Linked DNA regions of Mus musculus: regions 2 and 3 are each linked to region 1. Evidence: chromatin contacts called from public Hi-C and HiChIP or PLAC-seq data. All regions are on one chromosome and are shown on one strand. Each heading gives the region's core, a stretch centred on a gene start, on an enhancer-like site or on the middle of the called end of the contact. The rest is flanking DNA. Distances are from core to core; before and after follow the strand shown. Region 1 overlaps Gm51502 (predicted gene, 51502). Region 2 has its middle 38 kb from the start of C030029H02Rik. Region 3 has its middle 33 kb from the start of Gm36737.

The links. A called contact is a pair of places that touch in the nucleus more often than the background predicts. HiChIP or PLAC-seq counts read pairs in DNA pulled down with a chosen protein or histone mark.
Region 2: a PDX1 HiChIP or PLAC-seq map of a beta-TC-6 cell line shows a contact between it and region 1, with 12 times the contacts expected there. The contact joins two enhancer-like sites. A contact is called at or near these places in 3 of 484 Hi-C or Micro-C datasets (nephron progenitors and uterus) and 1 of 115 datasets of contacts at active chromatin or transcription factors (a beta-TC-6 cell line).
Region 3: a contact with region 1 is called in a Hi-C map of nephron progenitors, with 3 times the contacts expected there. The contact joins two enhancer-like sites. A contact is called at or near these places in 6 of 484 Hi-C or Micro-C datasets (nephron progenitors and uterus) and 1 of 115 datasets of contacts at active chromatin or transcription factors (a beta-TC-6 cell line).

What each region holds. Positions count from the first base shown.
Region 1 is chr7:136,059,404-136,062,238 of GRCm38.p6, reverse strand. All of the region lies in intron 1 of Gm51502 (predicted gene, 51502), which reads right to left. Among named protein-coding and RNA genes, the nearest start is that of Gm51502, 13 kb to the right of the region's middle. Within about 2 kb of position 1,493, at least 56 of the 459 cell types and tissues checked have an H3K27ac peak or open chromatin away from gene starts, as enhancers often do. A contact at or near this core is called in nephron progenitors, where this site is marked.
Region 2 is chr7:136,229,291-136,232,125 of GRCm38.p6, reverse strand. No RefSeq gene overlaps it. Among named protein-coding and RNA genes, the nearest start is that of C030029H02Rik, 38 kb to the left of the region's middle. Within about 2 kb of position 1,350, at least 3 of the 459 cell types and tissues checked have an H3K27ac peak or open chromatin away from gene starts, as enhancers often do.
Region 3 is chr7:136,212,724-136,215,558 of GRCm38.p6, reverse strand. No RefSeq gene overlaps it. Among named protein-coding and RNA genes, the nearest start is that of Gm36737, 33 kb to the right of the region's middle. Within about 2 kb of position 1,403, at least 20 of the 459 cell types and tissues checked have an H3K27ac peak or open chromatin away from gene starts, as enhancers often do. A contact at or near this core is called in nephron progenitors, where this site is marked.

The sequences.
Region 1 (2,835 bases), core at 244-2,743:
AAGGCAGCACGCCCACAATGTTACAGAGAGTGGTACCCTAGCCCTTCTGAGGGGCAACAGCAGCCTGATAGTTTGTTTCTGTGTCAGAACAATAGTGACAAGACAGCAGAAAGCGATGCTGAGCTTCTGAGCTCCGGGCATGATCCCGGGCAGAGGCATCTGCAAAGGGTCTGAGCAGGACTTTAGGGACACACACTCTTTATTCTGATGGTTCAGGAGTTAGAGACTTACAAAATTCTCTGTAGACACCTGACCCAGCACAAGGCTCTTGGAGCTGGACACAGTTTCCTGCATAGATTCTATATTCAATCTATTTGTTTTCCAATGGCTAAGCTAAATAGGAGAACCTAAAAGACAGACCCACTCTTCTCAATGTGGAATAATTTTACTGGAAAATAATTCTCCCCACTTGGAATTGAACTTTGAGCAGAGAGATGGCCCTTGACCCCTTTGCATAAATTTCAGGTTCGAACCCCAAGCCCAGACACACTCAGCCGAAAAATCACCCAAACAAAAGCAGTCTTTAGACATCCAGAGTAGCACGCTAGCCCAACTTAGTGGTTCATGTAAAAGCAGGAGCCTCATCTTCCAGTCATCTTACTGTAGCAATCTGAAATTTTCTGACAGAGCCAATGTTTTTGTCTAGTCACTATGTTACAGGCCCTGCTTTTCTCGTACTTCACTCCATAATTTAAAAAGAGAAAAAAAAGGTATAATAATAATTCCAAAAATTAAAATTATTTTTCCTTGAACATATTAAGACAAGCACCTAGCTTCTGATTGCACAACCGTATTTCCTTCCTCTTTATAATATATAGTACTGAAATTCCAAAGGTCTCTGGTACATTTCAGCTGTCGCCTCACGTCAAAACTATAGAGTTCAGCTATAAAAGAATATAATAAATTTAACCTGACCTAACTGGGGATTTTTTTTAAAAGCAGTCTTTTTTTTTTTTTTTTTTCTTATTCTGGTTGTTGTTAATTGTGTATCTTTGAGCTAAGGTCCCTATGCCCACCTACTGATTGTATTTTGTTTGTTTTGTTTTGTTTTGTTTTTTGTTGTTTGGTATTGCCAGTGTACAATTGTGAAATTACCAAGGCTTAAATGAGAGCACTCACAGGGACTTTGAAGTGAAGTGGAGCCTTGGTAGAAAACACAATGCTAAGGGAAACTTGAAACCGGCTTCTGAAAGGCAACTCCATGGCCAGAGAACCCAGATCTGTCCAGGGCCTCTGTCTTAGAGGCCGGCCCCAGGGAATCTTCTCCAAGTGGTCTTCAAGCTGCCCCTTGGCCTCCAGGCCCTTGGGCTCCAGCCACTGGCCGTTTTGCGCTCCTGCGTGGGTGGGTGTGCGTTTCGCACAGGGAAGCAAACTAGCGCACTCGGGTTCAAATGTAATCAATGTTTTTGTTTTGCAGCTTTGTAAAATGAGTCTTTGTTAGCCGAGCTCATGTTGTTTCTCCGACACCCAAAGAAATCCCTGGCATCAGAGTGCCCCCAAAAGGCAGCCGGGGAAATGAGCCGGGGCGCTCTGACCTTTAGCGAGACAGCTAAGGTTATGCACATAACATTTGCTTGTTTACTCTGCAAAATAAGCAACGAGTTGGAAACTCCGAGCCTCTGCCCGCGCGTCCACGCACTTAAAAACACAACAACACGAACCAGGCTGCCGGGCTTCCCAGCTCGGCTGTACAGCGGCTGTTATCTGCTTTGCTCGCTTCTAGCCCGATGCAACTTTAATAACAGGAGCCAAGACTGCTCAGAAAATCACAGCTGTAGCTGGAGGCCAAAAAAAAAAAAAAAAAAAAAAGAAAGAAAAAGAAAAAGAAAAAAGAAAAAAAAGAAAGAAAAAAAAAGAAAATAAAAAAAGAAAAGAAAGAAGAAAATCCACGAGAACGAGGCGCACCCCCCACCCAGATTCACCTAAGAGCAGGATGGCACTGGGTTGGAGGGGGCAAGGGCCACTCGATCAATAGCCGTAAAGGGCTGGTGGCCACTGGTCGTTTTGATGGATATGACTGTAAAAAAAAAAAAAATATTAAAAAAAAAAAGTCCAGATCGGTTCACAGTGGACCTCAAACCATGTCAGCTAAAACCAAAGAGACAAAAAGTGACAGCTGCGGAGAGTGCACTGCAGGCAGTCAACAGCGCCTGTGATTTATCGTTCCATCTGCCTTGCCGCTGTGAGGACAAGTTCCCCCTGATTTGGTTAAAATGAAAAGGACCTCAGAGAACGCAACGTGGGTTTTGAAAATGTGCAGAAACTTTTTTTTTTTAATTTCCTGATTTATGTCCCTTTTCCCTTTTTAGAAAGTCTGCCTGCCCAGGAGCTCAGCAGGAGTCGGGGGTATGGGGGTGTTGCACTTCCACCCTCCATTCCAGTGATGTTGGGGTGCAGGACATAATGTCCCAATCCTGGCCTCGATGGCACAGTGTGGAGACTGTAAGGACTATGGCTTGAAAGCCTCCAGGAGCTCTGAGAGGCTCTTAGACCCCAGATGCACCCAGTCCCAAAGGGACAGCAGGGCCACCAAAAGGAAATCCAGGGTTCTGAGTCTGGCTACACACTTTCTCCTCAGCTCTCCCAACCTGTGAATCCTTGGAAGGTCCTCCTTCTGCTGTCGGATTCTAATAAAAGTTTTATGCGGGTCAGCACATTTTCAACCAATTTCCCATGACAAGGCCTGTTGGTTTCGGTGGTGCGTGGATACTGGTGAGCTCTCCTGTCTCAGGGGCCCTGACCCCGGGCATGCACTTCCTGGCTGGGGGGTTTTAGGCCTCTCTTAGGTCCGACCTGGTGTCAAAAACTGGCCTGTCTTCTGTCTCAGGATGTTGG
Region 2 (2,835 bases), core at 101-2,600, 170 kb before region 1:
GTGTCCCTCTGTCTCTCTCTCTCTCTCTCTGTCTCTCTCTTTCTCTCTGTCTCTCTCTCTGTCTCTCTGTCTCTCTCTCTCTCTCTCTCTCTCACACACACACACACACACACACATACACACACACATACACACTGAAAATGTTAAACAGCAAATAAATGCGGTAAAAATAATTGTGGTAAATATGACCAAATATTAACCTAATATATAAAAAGTGATCATGAATGAGGAAGAATTTTTGAATGTTACATTTAATAAATGGGCAAAAGCAACAATTTGCTGAAAGTAAAACGCATGGAACTGGAAAGTGGGGGGAGATAAATACTCAGCGTCAACTAGAAACAAAAACATGCAAATGCAAACAAATTTTGAGACACAATTTTCTACCTGTGTTGTTAATAAAATCCTTATGGGTGGTGGATGCAGCTGGCCTTTTCAAAGGATGTTGGGAAAATGTATGTTACTATGACCTCCAGGGTCCACACTTGACAGGAAGTTCCCAGAATCTGAAAATACTCATGCAGTATAAGTCACAATCTGAAGACACATAACCAGAATGATTTCAAGGGTGGAGCTGGGTTTTTTTTTTTTGCACAAAACTGCCCTGCCGTTCATGTGACTGATCTCCTCTGAACTCTCACAGAGCATGGGTAGCTAGAAGTGTGGTCTGTGTGGTGAATGCAACATGAATCGGGTTTTGAAACTACTAAGGGCTAAGGAGATGGCTTATTGGTAAATGCTCTTTTTTTTTAAAACATGAGGTATGGTTTTGATCCCCAGGACCTATAGAAAGATACCCAGGTGTTTCTAGTCCAGTGCCCAGGATGAGGTGAGAGGTGGTTCCCTGGGGCTACCTGGCTAGCAGGCCTAGACTATTCATCATCAAGATCCAGACAGATGAGAAATCTTATCTAAAAAAATTAAAGTCTAATTAAGTTAAATTAAATTATTTTCTTAAAAAGTAGCTGGCTTCTAAGGGATGAAAGCTAAAGCTATCCTCTGGCCTCCATGCTTTTGTGCATGTACACACATGTATTCACATGTACACACATATGAACTTGTGAGCACACAAAACACTATATTAAATAAAAGCAGACCACAAGCTTGTTATAATGCAAACCTTGAGCTGTGAGTTGAAGCATCCATCACCGTAGGAGTCCCTGGGTGGTCCATGCATAGATGAGCCTCAGTTCTCTGTAGTTTTCTTACCGCTTACTCTCACTTGTGAATGTCAAGAGCGGGTCACTCTGGCTCTAAGAAAATCAATTTGACCAACCAACTCTGATGCCTTCATTTTCCACTTCCCAAAGCAAACTAAACCATATGCTTAATGAGGCTCTTCGACTCACAGAGATTAAGCTGTTACCTAAGTCAGGAGCAAGTCAGCCATTGAGCCCTCTTATTGCATCTGATCCCAGCATTGTCTCTACCTTGCTGGCTTGATTTTTTCCCTCCCATTTAGCAAATGCTCACTAAATGCCAGGTGTTCAAGTACATTTTAAAGTAGTGAACCAAATATTAGCCAAACTGCACAAACCTGGATCGTCCCCCATCTATAGATGTGAATGGCATACACAGGCCATAGAAGGTGCGTTGGCAGGCCTACATCTGCACAACTCTTGGTGCCCCATGAGCACCTCCCGAGATGGGCCCTGCCACCTACATAGCACATGGAGCAGCCTGGAATTCAGAGAGGGTGTTCTGCTACCAGGAAGATGTGAAGGAGAAAAAAAATACAAATTATGCAAAATGTGCCCAATTTCACATAACCTTGACAAATTATTTGCACATATTTAGAGGAGTTGGAGTAGCCAATCAAGACTGAGGGCTTCTCTGCATCTCTTTGAATCCAGTGTGCAGGTATGTGAATCTCTCTGTTAGGAGACCCAGGCTTGCTTCCTCTGAGCTTGATGCTTCTGAGCCAGGAGAGGGGAGCCACAGGAGCAGAACCTGGCTTAGGCACCAAAGCTACGAAACTCCCACCATGCGTAGTTTTTGAATCATGTTCTCCAAGGACTTTTCCCAAGTTCCCTGCTATGAATTAAGCAGGTCGTGTGGACTGTGGTCCCACTGGTCTCTTGGGGAGCATGCGCACAGCAATAACAGCTTTGTGTGATCCACATGAGGCCCCAGCCCTGGACATAGCTCCAGTTAAGACGTGTGTCAGGACACTACCTAGTGCAGACCGCCAGCTCCTGTCTGCTGGGTCGATTAGTACAGCCGTCAGGTGTCTTGCAACACCGTGGCGCCTCTCTGCTGCTGCCCTCCCATCTGATAGGTAAGCATACAACTAGTTAACTCCCCTCTTTCTTTCTCCTTTTCTCACCGACTCCGCTTGAGGCAATTACAGCAATCCTGCATTTGTCAATCACATCCATTCGTGCATGGTCTCCTGAAATAATTATCAGGTGAGTGGCATCTCTGTGCCTGGAGAGCCGGCTTGGAAACCACAAGCCCCAGAGTATTAATTACTGAGCGCAAAAATTTGCAGAGAAGCAAGTCTTTTAATGGTGGAACTGAGGTAACATGATTGTTTTGATTTTTTTTACTAACATGACAATCATTGCTGTCCCCCTGGTCATCACCACAGATCAGCGCGAATTATCTGGGGAGGCCATTACCAAGCCGGGTACCATTTGATAAAATGAGGCGCATGCTTCCTGGCGCGGTGTTTGTTGATTTTCAGAACACAGCCAAGCCTGAGAGTCAACAACGGGAATGAAAGTGGACTCTGGCAAGCGGGCCAGAGGGGTGCTCTGGCGTGGCAAAGCGAGGCTTTGGTGGCTCCATTTTGCTGCAAGAAACACTTTAAAGGAGGTTTCTCTCTTCCTTCCT
Region 3 (2,835 bases), core at 154-2,653, 150 kb before region 1:
CAGCAGGAACCTATGTGTGCAAGGTAGCATGCCTACTGTGGATGGGACATATGCTTCCGAGTATGAGGAAGGAGTGCCCGCTGTGGATATGAGGAATAGCCCTTTACTGTGTGCAAGGCACTGAGCCTGCTGGAAGGCATGCACATTCACTGGGAATGACTAATAAGCACTCACTGTGTGTGAGGCACAGTGCCTACTGTGTGCAGGGAAGCATGTCTCCTGTGAATGAAGCTCTAGGCCCAGGATCAGGGCATAAAATGCATGGTAAATGGCTGCAGTTGGCATTCAGAGATCTCTCATCACCTCCTGGATCAGCTGGCACCTGCTGCTTAGAACATGGCCCTTGGTTTCATGTTTGCAGTAGCAGGAAAGCCCGAGAACAGCATAGGGCAATGGGAAGTCTCTCTGCAGTCTTGCCACAGCATGGTGAGCAGAGCAAAGCAGAGAAAGGGCTTCTCAGCCTGCCCCTGCTAGACTTGAGTTCTCAATCCCTTGTCCTAAATTAACAGGTTTCAAAGAGATGGCCTCTATGCTGTTTCTTCCCTAATGACCATTCTTTCTTTCTTCTCCCTTTCCTCTTTGGGATATCCTGGACTGTAGGCAGCAAGGTCCCCCTCAAGGTCCTCCAGAGTGACTTCTATTGGTCTTGTATTCGGAGTATGGGAGGAGCCCTGTAGGTGAGGCCAAGTGGGCAGGAGGAAGGCTATGCAGAGCAATGACTCCAAAGGCATCTCTGTTGGCAATTTCCACCAAGTTCATGGTTCCAGTCAGAGGGAAGCAATAAGACCTTCGGCTTTGTTTTCAGTATGTGCCCAGGAGAATTAGGAAGCAAAGGCAGGGGTGGAGCCACAGCTGGAAGGGAAGGGCAAAAGTCATTCAGGCATTTGGGAAAGTGTCACTTTAAAATATGAGGGGACCCCCTCAGGCTTCCAGGCAGGGCCAGCCCCCTGCTGATGTGGAAAGGGGCTGCTGGAAAAGAAAACCCACAAGTAGCGGGAATAAGACTCCGCCAGCCCAAAGAGCCTCATTTGTTTTGTTTTAAGAAAGGGAAGAAAGAGAACTGCTACTCTAAGGCTCCCGCACCCCTGCACACACCAACACACAGGAAGATCATGCATTTGTTGGTGTATGTGAACACACACAGAATTCACCTTCATGCTTAGACATGACACTGGCCCTGTTGCCCTAGAAATATGGAACCAGCAAGTGTGTGATTCTGAGTCTCAGTCAAAAACTGGCTCCCGCTAGGGTCGAATGATCAAATTTCATAAGCTGACTTGGACCAAAGTCATGTGTGTGGCTCTTATAGCCCAAAATTGTTCTTTTTTTCCCCCTCTAATATCTACCAAACAGAACAATGAGGGCCTTTGAAATTCCCCAGAGACCTACTATTAAAACCACAATTTACAACTGCACCATACCATCTAATGTGTTAACCAGGTGTTCGGTGTTATTGTTTGAAACTCTACCTTGGTTTAAATCAAATGAAGAAAAGCCAAAAGTCCAATTAAAACCCACATTGCCTCTTTATCGAGGGGAGGTGAAAGACATTCATTACAGAGTTAATGGCAGAAGTCTCATAAAATGCTAGGCCATCCCTTTTTCTTCCAAGTTCTGAGTTCTTGCTTTAGAGTCTCACAGCTCGCTGGCATTTCCTGTTCTTAACGGGGAATTTGGGGAGGGGGGCACTAAAATAAACCTAAGAATTTCTGGCTTAATTGTTGTAGCATGTAGGACACTCTGGCAGAATTTGACAATTGAATGTTGTCACGGGGTATTAAGATCCTGCAGTGGGCCCATTTAGGCGATTATTTCATAGGCTGTCCCTTTAATACCTTCCAGGCTCTGCCTGCATCCTCCCTGCCAACATGTGTCCATTGTATTTAATACATCAATGACAACAAATTTATGTTGCTAAGCTCAGAGAGAGAGAGAGAGAGAGAGAGAGAGAGAGAGAGAGAGAGAGAGAGAGAGAGAGAGAGATGGGGGGGTGGAGAAGCAAATCCCACCAAAAGCCTCCCTGGATGGCCCTTGCAGACACTGACCAAGCAACGTGGAATTCTGCTGTCTTCACGAGGAGGTAATGACTTCCAGACTTAAAGTGCCTGTCTTTGTCTTTGGTCATTTTTCACATTCCAGCTTGATCCCAAACTGCCATGTTCCTTTGTGCCTGTGATTTTCTACTTAGATGTCATGGCCACCTCCCCTCCTGTCATTGCATCTTCTCTGAGCCTTGATTCTGACTTTTCCTGCTGTTCCCCACACATGCTCCTCGCTCATTGGCAGCCATGCCTGCATCGCCTGGAAGTGTCTCGCCCAGTTCCCGTCGACTCTTCTTTTTATAAAGGACTGAGAACAGACAACAGGATTTTTTTTTCCTGGCCTCCTGGCTGCTGTACTGAAATAAATAAGATAATCTGATAAATCAGATCCATTTTTCTCTTTTCATAGACTTTGTGAAGCTGGGGGGGGGGGGGAGTCAGTTACACCACATCTGTTCCCTTTTACGCCTTATTTAAGAAAATAACTCTTGCCAGATTTTTACCCACCCATAATAATTACACCATTTTTACAGATGTGGTTTTTAACAGCTTCATTCTGGCCCTGAAACTTTTATACAATTTGCAATGAATTTGCTTCTTGGCTTGCACTTTGTTATTAGCTGGCAATAAAGAGAGGGAGGTCAAGGCGTCTGTTGCCAGAACTGCACCTTTGATGGGTGTTTCCCTAAGCCAAACTCCGAGAGCAGAAGTGGCCACTGCCGTCCCCTCCACTCTGTCAGCCTGAGAAGATGCACTCCAGAGCTGTCACTTGAGCGCTGCTCTTGGCGGCTCT